Regions from separate parts of the Sus scrofa genome. Here region 1 is linked to region 2. The links are chromatin contacts, called in public HiChIP or PLAC-seq maps. All regions are on one chromosome and are shown on one strand. The core of a region is the stretch at or near the end of the contact, and the rest is flanking DNA. Distances in the headings are between cores, read along the strand shown.

The links. HiChIP or PLAC-seq counts read pairs in DNA pulled down with a chosen protein or histone mark.
Region 1: a contact with region 2 is called in an H3K27ac HiChIP or PLAC-seq map of alveolar macrophages. The contact joins the promoter of KLHL36 here to the promoter of USP10 in region 2.

Annotation. Positions count from the first base shown.
Region 1 is chr6:4,077,353-4,083,977 of Sscrofa11.1, reverse strand. KLHL36 (kelch-like protein 36) reads left to right here and starts at 3,795. Exons shown (of 5, transcript XM_021093726.1): 1 at 3,795-3,945.
Region 2 is chr6:4,039,982-4,046,964 of Sscrofa11.1, reverse strand. It overlaps USP10 (ubiquitin carboxyl-terminal hydrolase 10), which reads left to right and starts at 3,426. Exons shown (of 14, transcript XM_021093724.1): 1 at 3,426-3,562. The coding sequence starts at 3,542.

The DNA.
Region 1 (6,625 bases), core at 2,546-5,045, 37 kb before region 2:
TCCGCACTTAAGTACTGACAGCTGTTCTCCTCGGGTGGGTAATGTTTTCCCTTTGGTGCTTATCTGCGTGTTCCAAGTTCTCCGCAGGGGGCGTGTCTTCCTCTTATCATCACGCAGAGGCAGGATGGTGCAGGGGGTGAGGTCAGGCTTGCAGTGCCCACTTCGGAGCAGGTTCAGAATCAAAACAAGTCTTATCGTTGAAATTTGAATATTGGGAAAAACTTGTCTTTTCTAAGTAGGTTGGCTCTGGCATGGGAATAAACACACACGAGCCTGCCCAAGTTCAAAGCCCAGTTCTGGCAGTTCCCTGTTGCGGCTCAGTGGAAATGAATCTGGCTAGCATCCATGAGGACCCAGGTTCGATCCCAGGCCTCACTCAGTGGGTTAAGGATCCAATGTTGCCATGAGCTCTGGTGTAGGTCACAGACTCAGGCTAGGATCCTGTGTGGCTGTGGCTGTGGCATAGGTCCAAGGTAAACATGCATCACTTTATAATTGCAGAGAAAATGTGACTTAAAGGGGAAAAAAAAGCCAAAGTGTGGTTCACTAAGTGCTGATGGGGAAAGCAGGATAAAGGCAGCTTAGCCATGTTGGAACATTTTTCAGGTCAAGGTCACATGGGGATTCCTGAGCATGTCCCAGGCCCTTACTCAAGGCTGCCCCCACCTTCATTTGTACATCTTCTCATTCACACAAAACCCAACACCAGGGAGACAGATAACCATGCTAAGTTGAGGCTGTTAAAATATCTATAGCTAAATCTGGATAAATGGATAGATGCAAAGAGAGATAGAGAAATACATAAATACATAGAGAGGGAGTTCCCGTCGTGGCTCCGTAGAAATGGATCTGACTAGGAACCATAAGGTTGCGGGTTCGATCCCTGGCCTTGCTCAATGGATTAAGGAGCCAGCGTTGCCGTGAGCTGTGGTATAGGTCGAAGACGTGGCTCAGATCCCACCTTGCTGTGGGCTGGCGTGGGCTGGCAGCTACAGCTCCGATTAGACGCCTAGCCTGGGAACCTCCATATGCCACGGCAGCGGCCCTAGAAAAGGCAAAAAGACAAAAAATAAAAATAAAAATATACATAGAGAGATGCATACATATCTTTGTCTGTCTATCTATCTATCTATCTATCCTTCTCCATATCTCTCTTTTTTTTTTTTTTTTTTTTGTCTTTTTGCCATTTCTTGGGCTGCTCCCGCGGCATATGGAGATTCCCAGGCTAGGGGTTGAATCGGAGCTGTAGCCGCCGGCCTACGCCAGAGCCACAGCAACGCGGGATCCGAGCCACGTCTGCGACCTACACCACAGCTCACGGCAACGCCGGATCGTTAACCCACTGAGCAAGGGCAGGGACCGAACCCGCAACCTCATGGTTCCTAGTCGGATTCGTTAACCACTGCGCCACGACGGGAACTCCCCAAGCACATCTTTAACTAAAGCTGTGAAACAGAATCTGTCCTGCCCACAGCACTCTGAGTGTGTCCCTGACACGGGACTGGCCGTGTTAGAGTAATTGCTCCTTTACTTGTTTACCACCCTCCCTAACATCCTCGAAAGAGTCTTTCTATCCCTGGCATCACCTCAGCACCTGGCACAGAGTCTGCTCAATGAATTGATGAATGGCGTGCGTGAAGTCATGAAAAAGCGGAGACTGGCATATCAAGATACAGACATAGAACGAGATGGGGGATTAGCTTTGGGCTGATGGAGAGGGGTCAAGGAGAGGGGAGGGGTCAAGAAGGGGGGTCGAGGAGGGGGGAGGGGTCGAGGAGGGGAGGGGTCAAGGGGGAGGGGTCAAGGGGGGGATGTGCAAGTAAGGCTTTAAAGATATGCCTAAGTGGAGTTCCCTTCCTGGCTCAGCAGAAATGAATCTGACTAGCATCCATGAGGACTCAGGTTCGATCCCTGGCATCGCTCAGTGGGTTAAGGATCCGGTGTTGCTGTGAACTGTGGTGTAGGTTGCAGACGTGGCTTGGATCTGGCATTGCTGTGGCTGTGGTGTAGGCCAGTGGCTGCAGCTCCAATTCAACCCCTGAGTGCAGCGCTAAAAACAAAAAAAAAACCCAAAAAACAAAAAAAGGCACGCTCCCAATCCTTACCAGAGAAGGCAGGAAACAGAAAAACAGGGAGACCGAGAAATTTTTTATTCAACTTTGGGTTTTCTTGGCTTTGTTTTTTGTTTTGGCCTCACCCATGGCCTTGAACTTTCCCAGGCCAGGGATCGAAGCCGCCCATAGTAGTAACCCAGGCCACTGGGTCCTTAACCTGCTGAGCTACCAGGGAACTCCAATTTACCCTTTTACTTATTTATTTAGTTTTGCTTTTTTAGGCCCGCACTCACGGCGTATATAAGTTCCCAGGCTAGGGGTTGAATCAGAGCTGCAGTTGCCCGCCTACACCACAGCCACAGCAACGCCAGATCCAAGCTGCATCTGCGACCCACAACACAGCTCACAGCAATGCCGGATCCTTAATGCACTGAGCAAGGTCAGGGACCAAACCCACATTCTCATGGTTAATAGTCAGGTTCGTTACTGCTGAGCCACAGTGGGAACCCCCAATTTACCCTTTTAAATTGTACAATTCAATGGTTTTTCATAGATTCAGAGTTGCACAACCATCAATACTACCTAATTTCACGACATTTTTTACACCACACTCAAAAAATCCCTTCATATTTAACAACCACCACATTTCACCCCAACTCACCGGTCCTGGGCAAACACTAATTTAAGTTCTGGCTCTTTGGATTTGCCTACTTTGGAAACTTTACATAAATGGAATCATGCAATATATGTCCTTTTACGTAGTGTTCTTTCACTTATTATGTTTTCAAGGTTCATCCATGCTGTAGTGTAAGTTTGACCATGATAGATCTGTGATGGTTAAATTTATTCACTCTGCTGAGCACCTACTAGGTGGGGGCCCAGCTAGGAATAAAACCAAAGGTAACTGCTGCCCTAGAGGGTTTCTAGTGGGGGAGAGGGTCAATAAGTCAAATGAATAAGAAAATGATCCAGGGAGTTCCCGTCGTGGCTCGGTGGTTAACGAATCTGACTAGGAACCAGGAGGTAGCTGGTTCGATCCCTGGCCTCGCTCAGTGGGTTAAGGACCAGCGTAGCCGTGAACTGTGGTGTAGGTCGCAGAGGCGGCTGGGATCCCGCGTTGCTGCGCCTATGGCGTAGGCGGGCAACTACAGCTCCGATTGGACTCCTAGCCTGGGAACCTCCATATGCCAAGGGAGCAGTCCTAGAAAAGGCAAAAAGACAAAAAAAAAAAAAAAAAAAAAAAAAAGATCCAGAAGATTATACAATGGTAAGGCTAAATGAAACGTAAAGCTGGAAGTGAAGAGAGAGAATGTGACTTTAAACAGAGGAGTAGGCGAAGGCCTCGCCTTAGGGTGCATGCAGGGGACCTTCGCCCTAAGACTGGACCTAAGACTGGAAGGAGGTGATGGCTGGAAGATGCCACTGCGCTGTCACCTCCCAGCGCTCAGGTCTCGGCCAGCCGCTCACTTCCCCCCAGGCCTGGGACCGTGCCCGTCCCGTCCGCTCCGTGTCCCTATGCCTGGAATGGCGGGCGACCCCCACTACGCATTTCGCGATGCGTGACCGTGTGTGGCGCGCCCAGGCAGCGACCGAGCCGGGGGCAGCCCAGGGCTGAGCGCCAAGTGTGGGCGCGGACCCAGCCCTCGCCCCGCCCCGCCCCCCGCGCGCCCCGCCCCCCGCGCAGGCCCCGCCCCCGCGCCGCCTGAGCCCGCCCCCTCCCGGCCGCCGCCATTGGCCGCGCGCGCCTCCGCCCTCGGCGTCGCACTTCCTGGCGGAGCCATGGCCGCGCACCCGGCCCGCCTGCGGGCTCCGGCGCCCGGGCCCCGCCGCCCCGCCCGCCCGGCCCCGCCGCCGGGGCTCCCCGCGCCGCGCCCGTAGCGCGCCCTCTCAGGTGGGCCTCTGCGCGCGCCCCCTTCCTGCCCGGGCCCAGCCGGAGCCGCGCGCCGTCCGGGGGCCGGGGCGGGGGGCGGGCCGGCCTCACCGGGGTCCCGGGCCCCGCGAGCTGCGCCCCCGCCCCGCCCCCGGGATCCCTTTGTGCTCCGGGGATGGCGGGAGGGCGGCGGGGCGGGCGGAGGGGCGGTCGCGGGGTGGGAGGAGGGGGCCGCCGCCCCCGCAGGTGGAGGTGCGGCCTGGGCGGCCAGCCCCGCGCGGCCCAGCTGAGTGTCCCCGCGTCCCGCCGCGGTTGCTGGCCCCCGGCGCGACCCAGCTTCGCCTCCCTCCGCCTCCTCCTAGCCGGCTCGAGCCTGCCCGGGCGGCCGTTGTACCGGCAGTTCCGCCAGGGGGTGCCGGGTCCGAGCGAGGGACAGCGACGTCCCCGGAGACCCCGCCGGCGAGGCCCGGGACGTGTGAGTGCCCGCGGGCATCCGCTCCCATCTCAACGATGCTGTCTCCGTCAGTGCTGAGGTCGGGCAGGATCTGGGATCTGGGTCGAAACCCGGGGAAAGAACCCGAAGAGGAGGCTCCCTGGGGACCCTCCTGGCCTGAGGTGGCCTCTGTTCCCGTGTTTACCGAAAGACCTTTTTACACCAAACTGGGGATTGCCGCTGTCCCCACGGATGGCCTTGACCCGTCACCTGCTTTCAGCAAGCATGGAAGCAGCTGACACCCAACACTCCTGTAGCCCTTGGCCCCAAACCACCTGCCCGCAGACAAAAGGGAGCCTCCACAAGGGGAGACGCTCTCTAGAAATCTTGGCCTAGACAAGAAAGCTTTTAGCACTGAGGTCAAACCTGAGCCCTGACTGGCTGCCTGGGATGAGGGAGACTTTCTGCTGTGTGACCTTGGGTGGGTCCCACGGCCACCTGAGCCTGGATGTCAGAAACAATGGTGGTACCTGTCTTAGAGGATGCAGGTGAAACAGAGAAGTTAGGGGTGAGTAGGAGGCAGCGCAAGGAGGCCCGGGTCCTTCCCATCCCCCCTCTCTGAGCCCCCTCAGCATCCGAGGGGGAGTCAGAAAGGACAGGGGCAGGGGCGGCTGGTCTTTGTCACAGAGTTGCTGATTGGTCCAGAGAAATCTGGTTGTCCTTTCCTTCCCCCAGGAAGTCGGCAGGATGGACTGTGCCCAGTTTTATTCCTCCAGGGGGGACACTGCCACCACCTCTGTGTGTCCCTGATTGTCTTGACACTGTGCTGACTGCTTGTCACATGATTTTCTATCAACAAAGTGTTCACTCGGTGACAGATTGACTCTTCTCAACTCAGAAAAATTCCTTCTCAAACCGTCAGTGCCAGTTTGTGACCCGTGCCCACACTGCTGGCCTCATCCTTTCTCTGTGTGCTCCCATCCTCCGAGGTCCCCCATAGCCCAGCTCAGTGCTCTTAGTGAGTTGCCTGGCATTTCAAAGCTGGAAGAAACTTTTAACATTGCCTGCTACACCAGCCCACTCCATAAACTCAACCTTGAAGTCTAGAGAGGTTAACTTGCCTTTTCAAGTTTATCTTGGATATTTGTGGTGGGACATATGTCCCCAGCCAAAGTTTCCTGCCTGTGAGCACTTTTTTTTTTTTTAAAGGCCAGGTGGAAGAGCCTAAGGGTTAAGAGCATGAAAGCCTCCTTAGGTTGAAATCCTAAATCCGGAGTTCCCATTGCGGCTCAGAGGATTAAGACTCTGACTGGTATCCATGAGGATGTGGGTTCGATCCCTGGCCTTGCTCAGTGGATTAAGGATCTGGCATTGCCAAAAGCTGTGGTGTAGTTCACAAATGTGGCTCAGATTCGACCCCTAGCCCGGGCACTTCCATATGCCCTAAAAATAAAAAATAAATTAAAAAAAATCTTATTAAAAAAAAAAGAGGCATTCCTGTCGTGGCTCAGCGGAAATGAATCCGGCTAGAAACCATGAGGTTGCGGTTTTGATCCCTGACCTCACTCAGTGGGTTAAGGATCCAGTGTTGCCACGAGCTGTAGTGTAAGTCGCAGACGCAGCTCAGAGATGGCGTGGCTGTGTCTGTGGCGGAGGCCGGTGGCTACAGCTCTGATTAGACCCCTAGCCTGGGAACCTCGAAATGCCCAGGGTGCGGCCCTAAAAAGGACAAAAGACCAAAAAAAAGAAAAAAATCCTAACTCTGCCTCTCTTTCCTGTGTGTAACGCTCGATCGACAAGTCACTTCCCCTTACTGCCTTCAGCTTCCTCCTCTGTGAACGGAGGATGGTGGCAGTTCAGGCCTCCTAGGGTTGTGGTGGGGATTAAACCCGTGACGACGGAAAAGCACTTAAGACAGTGCCTGGGTCTACACCATATTTGATGCTTGGTAGGCGTGACGGCGCTGCATTCTTGACTTCATGAAATGTTAGTCTCTCCAAGACTGGACCGTGTTCATAGAGCATCCTGGGGAAGGGCCCGTGTCTGTCCACTTTTGAAGCTGGACGGATTCCGATTGGCTTCCTCACCATCCACTAGTTTTGTGACCTTGAGCTCAACGTCCTCGTGCGTAACGGTGGTGTCAGTGGCATCAGCCTGGCCGGGTAGTTGTGGGAGTTCCATGATGGGGTGCTTGTCCACCCCTTAAGGCCCCCATCTGGGCTCTGAAACGGTGACTCTTGTCATTGTCATCCTGATCTGTGGAAAAGG
Region 2 (6,983 bases), core at 2,177-4,676:
ATATATATATATATATTTTTTTTTTTTTTTTTTTTTGCTGCGGTGTGCAGTGGCTTGATGTGGGACCTCAGTGCCCAGACCAAGGACTGAACCCGAGCTTTGGTGGTAAGAGTGCTGAATCCTAACTGCTAGACCTCCAGAAAACTTCACATCTTTACCAGCTTCTAGAAGCTCCTTCATTCCTTGGCTCTTAACCCCTGCCTCCATCTCCTAAGCCAGCAGCACAGCTTCTTGAAACCCCTCCCCTGCCACACTCCTCTCTTTCTCCCGCCCCTTCCGTGGTCATTTTCTGATTATCCGACCCTCTGGCTTCCTCTCCCTTTCCTTTATAAGGATCTTTGTATTCCTATGGGTTCCACCCACATAATCCAGACTAATCCATTTTAAAGTCCTCAGTTTAATCACATTGGCCAAGTGTCGTCACCCACCCCACCCCCACCGCCATGCTTGAGGTCTGTGGCATTTCCTGGGCCAGGTATCAGACAGACCCTCACCACAGCAGCGACCACAGCCCCTGCAGCAGTGCCAGTCCCGGTTGCCATGTACAGTGACATCTGCACAGGTTCTGGAGATTAGCAAGTGGACATTTGGGGATGGGATTATTCCACCTACCTACCTCCTTTTACAGAAGATTTGGAGGGCGTTCCCATCGTGGCTCAGCGGAAATGAATCCAATTAGCATCCCTGAGGACAAGAGTTCGATCCCTGGCCTCGCTCAGTGGGTTAAGGATCCAGCATTGCCATGAGCTGTGGTGAAAGTTGAAGACAGACGACCCTTGGATCCCGAGGTGCTGTGGCTGTGGTGTAGGCAGGCAGCTGCAGCTCTGATTCAACCCTTAGACTGGGAATCTCCATATGCCTCGGGGGTGGCCCTAAAAAAAAGACAAAAAAAAAAAATTTTGGAGAAAGTTTAAATAACCTGCTGAAATTGACACAGCCCAGTGAGTGGGGTGTCAGGGTTTTAGTTCAGGTCTGTCTTCACTCTGGATTCTTCCGCCGGCTCCGCTGCAAATATGAGGGGCCTGCTAAACACCGCAGGGCCCACTATGCCATTCATATTTTCCTTTTCACATTTATCTCCTTGTATTGATTTTTTTTTCTTTTCTTGGCAGCACCTACAGCAATGGAAGTTCCCACGCTAGGGAATGAATTGAATCCAAACTACAGCTGTGACCTATGCCACTGTGGCAATGCTGGAAGCTTAACCACTGCACCACGGTGGGAACCCCACCCCTAGCTTTTTGTTTAAAAAATTTCAAACATACAGGGAGTTCCCGTCGTGGTGCCGTGGAAACGAATCTGGGAACCATAAGGTTTCAGGTTTGATCCTGGCCTCCTTCAGGCATTATGACATTCACCCCTAAATTTTTCAGATGCATATCTTTTTTTTTTTTTTTTTTTGGTCTTTTTGCCATTTCTTGGGCCACTCCCTCGGCATATGGAGGTTCCCAGGCTAGGGGTCGAATCGGAGCTGTAGCCGCCAGCCTACGCCAGAGCCACAGCAACATGGGATCCGAGCCGTGTCTGCAACCTACACCACAGCTCACGGCAACGCCGGATCGTTAACCCACTGAGCAAGGGCAGGGACCGAACCCGCAACCTCATGGTTCCCAGTTGGATTCATTAACCACTGCGCCACGATGGGAACTCCAGATGCGTATCTTAACAGTAAAAACATTCTCTCTCAGGAGCATATCATTATTACTCTGTGAATGATACTAATAATGCACTAAAATCATCTATATCCAAGCCACACTCAACTTTCTACAGTTGTCCAAAAATATCACCAGCTTAAAAAACACACCAGGATCCAATCAAGAATCAAGATTCCAAAAAACTTACTTGGTTAAGTTTTTTAAAATACTTTTATTTTTTAAAAATTTTGTATCGAAATATAGTTGATTGACAATGTGGTATTCATTTCTGGTGTACAGCAAAGTGATTACAGTTATACATATGTGTATATACTCTTTTTTTATATTTTTTTTAGGGGTCCAATCGGAACTGTAGCTGCTGGCCTACATCACAGCCACAGCAACCTGGGATCCCAGAGGGTGGCTGCAGCTAACATCGCAGCTCACTGCAACGCTGGACCCTTACCCCAATGAGTGAAGCCAGGTGGAACCTGCCTCCTCATGGGTGCTAGTCGTGTTTGTGAACCTGCTGAGCAACAGTGGGAACTCCAAGGCATTCTATTTTTGAAAAGACCAGGCCCCTTGCCTTATGGAACCTGGTAATGGATTTACTGTTGATCTCCTCTGCTTAGCAGTGGAGTCTGGAGACTAGCCGCTGTATTCCCTGAGCACATGAGAACAATAATGGAGTCACAGTAGCTAATTGTTATTGAGGGTTGGATCTCTTGGCCAGTGGGCTCACTCTCATTTGATAGTCACAGAAATCTTATGAAATTAGAAATTTTATTGGGATTTCCCCGTTGTGGCTCATCGGAAGCGAATCTGACTAGCATCCGTGAGGACTCAGGTTCGATCCCTGGCCTCGATCAGAAGGTTAAGGATCCAGCGTTGCCGTGAGCTGTGGTGTAGGTCGCAGATGCAGCTCACATCTGGCGGGGCTGTGTCTGTGGCTGTGGCTACAGCTCCGATTTGACCTCTAGACTGAGAACCTCCATATGCTGTGGATGCGGCCGTAAAAAAAAAAAAAAAAAAAAATTAGTTTCACTCACAGGTAAGGAAACCAAAGGTTTAGGAATGGGAATTAACTCGCCTGAATCACTCAGCTCGAGAGGGTCAAAGCCGGTGGCGGTAAACTGCGTGGTCAGGTAGGGGTCACTGTTTCTTGAGTCAATGACCCGAAACTGGTCTGTCTGGATACTTGCACGTATGTGTGTGATGGGTGACACTTAGTGCTCACTATTTGTCAGGCCTCAATCATAGGCGCTTTTATGTGTCCGTCCTTTTTTTTTTTTTTTTTTTTAAATCTCTAAATATATTCTCCCATGCCTATGGCACCTCAGTGTTTGGGTAATGAACGAAAAGTGAATAAGTGAATGAATGGACGGATGTGACCGCCGTAAGCCGAGACTACTCTGAGGTCTTCGGCCCTCAAGTCGGGGACCCGGGCCCAGGGAGGCCCTAGGCTTTGGCGGCGGGGGCCGAGGTCCGGCCGCGGCACTCGGGCTCCGGCCCTCCTCGCCCGCGCAGCACCCAGGTGGCCTCCGGGCAGGTGAGCAACCCAGGCCGACTGGGCGCTTTGGCGTAGTCAGCTCTGCCCGCTAGGGTTTTCTCTTCCCGCCGCGCGGCCCGCCCCGGAGCTCCCGGTCCGCCGCTGACCCGCCGGCCTCCGCGGAGGTGCGCGGGCCCCGAGTCCACCCGGGCCGGGTTCCCGCGTTGCACGCCCACCTGTCGGCCGCGCATGCGCAGCGCGCGCCCGGCGCGCCGCCTCCCCGCGCCCCGCGGCGCGCGGTCAGTGCGCAGGCGCGGCGGCGGATGCGAGTGTGTATGTGCGGGCGAGAAGATGGCGGCGGCGGGGGAAGCAGCGTGAGGACTCGGACGGGCGCCGAGGCTCATTGAAACGGGCCGCCATGGCCCTCCGCAACCCGCAGGTAGCCGCTGGCCGGCGCTCTCGGCTGGAAGGCGTCCCGAGCGGCGGGCGGGCCGGCCCCGGGGCTGGTGGGCGGGCGCCCGCACCCTGGCCCGAGCGAGCGTGTGGGAGTGGGGGAGGGCGCCGGGACATGCTGCCCGGGACTAGGCCCCGGGCCTCCCGCCGCCTCCGCGCCTCGGCCGCCGGCAGCCCGGCCGGCCCGGCGCCGGAGCCCGCCGGGCCCCCGCCTTGGGGGAGCGGCGAGGAGGGGGCGCCGGGGCCCGCCTGGAGCGGGCGTGTGGGGCGCGAAGGGGTTAACCTCGGGGCTGGCCCGCGGGCCGAGCCGGCGGTGCAGCCGGGGCCCTCGTCGCCCGGAAAGGCAGCCTGGGGCCTCGGGAGGCCCCCGAGGCGGCAGAACCTTCCACGCCCTCAGCTCGCTTCTCGGCCCGGAGCGAATCACCAAGATTTGGGGGTGGCCGGATTTCCCCTGTGCCCCCCAGGGTTGCTTTCGCAGCTTGATCAACCCCTGGGTGGGGGGGCTTGTCGGTTTTCTGGCTTTTAGATTCAAGTCACTAAGAAGCAGCTTAAGGTTACAGTTGCAAAGAAACTCGAAATAACTCGCCGGGACCGCACTTTGACTTGCCTTTGAGTGACTTCTTTTGCACGAATCCCTCTCCGCCAAGCTGACACTCCTAACGCACCCTGTCAGAGCCGTGGGTCAGGCTTAGGGGTTGTTTATAATAATCCCGTGGTGGAAAGAAAGAGTAAAACGCCGCTTTCAAAAGGGAGACTTGTGTGTTGAGTTGAACTTTTTTCCCCCTCTCCCACTCCCCGAAATTCAGTGAATTTGAGTAAAAATGGGCATGTGGTATTAACTTGTCCGGCTGGCTGTAGACCGCCGATTTGTCGACTTTTAATCCTAGGAGTTATTGCGAAGTTTCCATCATCTATCTCATTGTGCTTTTGTATTAAATCCGCGAGCATGAAACAAAGTAAGTATTGGAAGGCTGGCGACCAGTAAATCATAACCCTGTATAAGCAAGTGGCTTTTGTTGCCTCTTTGGAAATGGAGTCGATTTTAATAACTTGTAACTGATGCGTGTTGTGGAATTTAAAGTGAGGAAAATTGCAGAAAATTAAATTTTACAGGAACCTGCAGTTTTGTGAAGTTTTTGGCACTTGAGTGTGCTCTCCAACTTGCTGCCTTTAACTTTCTGCACTTGTACATCAACTTTTAAAGTAGTTCTTTGCATAAAAGAAGGGCTTCGTTGCATAAGTTTTTCAAATGTGTAATTGGAAGATTTTTTTTTTTTCCCCTTAAGACATTTGGTATTTGCCTTTCTCTTAAAGTAAATAGCTGCAAAATAGGTAAAGGTTCATTATGCACGAATGGGTAATATGATATTCATAGTGATTTTAGAATGGGGAAATCGTGTTTAGGCAGAATTTACTTGCACTTTTTTTTTCCTTTTTGATGGCGCTGGAAGCAGCGGGGCAGTTCCCCCGACAGGGATGGAACCTGTGCCACAGCAGTGACCCAGCTGCTGCAGTGACAAGGCCAGATCCTTAACCCTCTGTGCCACAAGGGAACTCCATCACTTCTGTTAAGCACCAGTTGCAGTGCAAAATTGATTGAAGTGTTAATGAATGGAGATAATCTGTAAACTAGATTGTAGTTTCTTTTGCTTTCATTGTCCTGGTATTTATGTTTGTTTGTTTGTTTTTTGTGATTTCTTGGGCGCTCCCGCAGCTTATGGAGGTTTCCAGGCTAGGGGTCCAATCGGAGCTGTAGCCACCGGCCTGCGCCACAGCCACAGCAACTCGGGATAAGACCCAAGTCTGCGGCTCACAGCTCATGGCAACACTGGATCCTTAACCCACTGAGCAAGGCCAGGGATCAAACCCACAACTGCATGGTTCCTAGTTGGATTCATTAACTACTGCGCCACGACGGGAACTCCAGGTATTTATGTTTTATACAGCAGTATTGCTTGTACACATCTTTCTCGAAAATTGAGTGGCAAAGTAAGGTAAACTTAAATGTTAGCAACACTTTGGGTTTATTCTTTTAAAGTATGATTTAAATACTTTTAAATTCTAGCTTGGAGAAAGTAGGAAAGAGTATAATTTCTTGTATTTCTTTTTTTTTTTATTATTCTTAATTCTTTTTGAAAGAACAGTAGTGAAGGAGTTTCTGTCGTGGCGAGGCAGAAACGAATCCAACTAGGAACCGTGAGGTTGCTGGTTTGATCCCTGGCTTCCCTCAGTTGGTTAAGGGTCCGGTTGCCTTGAGCTGTGGTGTAGGTCGCACGAGGCTTGGATCCCCCATTGCTGTGGCTGTGGTGTAGGCCGGCAGCTCCAGCTCCAGTTGGACCCCCGGCCTGGGAACCTCCATGTGACTCGGGTGCAACCCTAAAAAGACAAAAAAAAAAAAAAAAAAAAGAGAATAGTAGTGAAAACATCGATAACATGGTTGAATGATTGGATCCTGCTTGAGTCAGGCTGAATATTTTAAAGAATTTATTTTATTCAGTTACCTGCTGTCTGAGGGTCTGCAGCCTTAATGGCCGCGTGTTGATGGAGCACTCAGTCTGTGCACAGCACCATCAGACTGCCGCGTGGTACCTGTTTATGATTGGAGATGACAACCACAAATTAACAGTAGCGGGCCTATTTTAAAATTAGCTTGTTATGGTTAAAACATTTGTATAGGTTATATCCTATTTCTTTTCTTTTCTTTTTTTCTTTTTATTTTTTTGGTCTTTTTTTTTTTTTTTTTTTTTTTTTTTTTGGTCTCTTTAGGGCTGCACCCGGGTCACATGGAGGCCAGGGATCGAACCAGTGTCCTCATGGATACTAGTCGGGTTCTAGTCGGGTTCGTTAACCACTGAGCCGTGAGGGGAACTCCTATGCTATTTCTATACTACTGATGGAACTCTGTTGCCTAGGTTGACATGAAACAGTGCAAAACTTGGAAACACTTCTAATGACATTAGCTTTCAACACAGTTTAACAAATACAAACGGTGAACTCTGACAATTGAAGTGAAAGTACATCTCTAATTATGAATATTTGTTCACAAGGAAACTGGTTAAACGATTTGGGATAATTCATTTGAACTGACCAATTCTGCCTAAACCGGAAGAAATTTCTGTGATCCTTGTGGTTGCTTTTAGTGAAATCCCTACAGTAGTGCTGCGTACACCCTGTTTGGATAGCCTGCGGTTGCTCTGGTCTGTGCTCCCTCTAGGCTCTTCATTACCTTGCAATAATGTGGCCCTACAGTTTACACTGTGAGATTCTTTGTATCCAGTTTACTGCATATGGCAGAGTGTTACTGTATCCTTGTATGTCTTTGTGACTGACAGCCCTATTAGTAATTCTCCAAAAAGATACATTTTATTGGAGTTTCATGGTGAGCAGCTGAAGTAAATGAAATTATT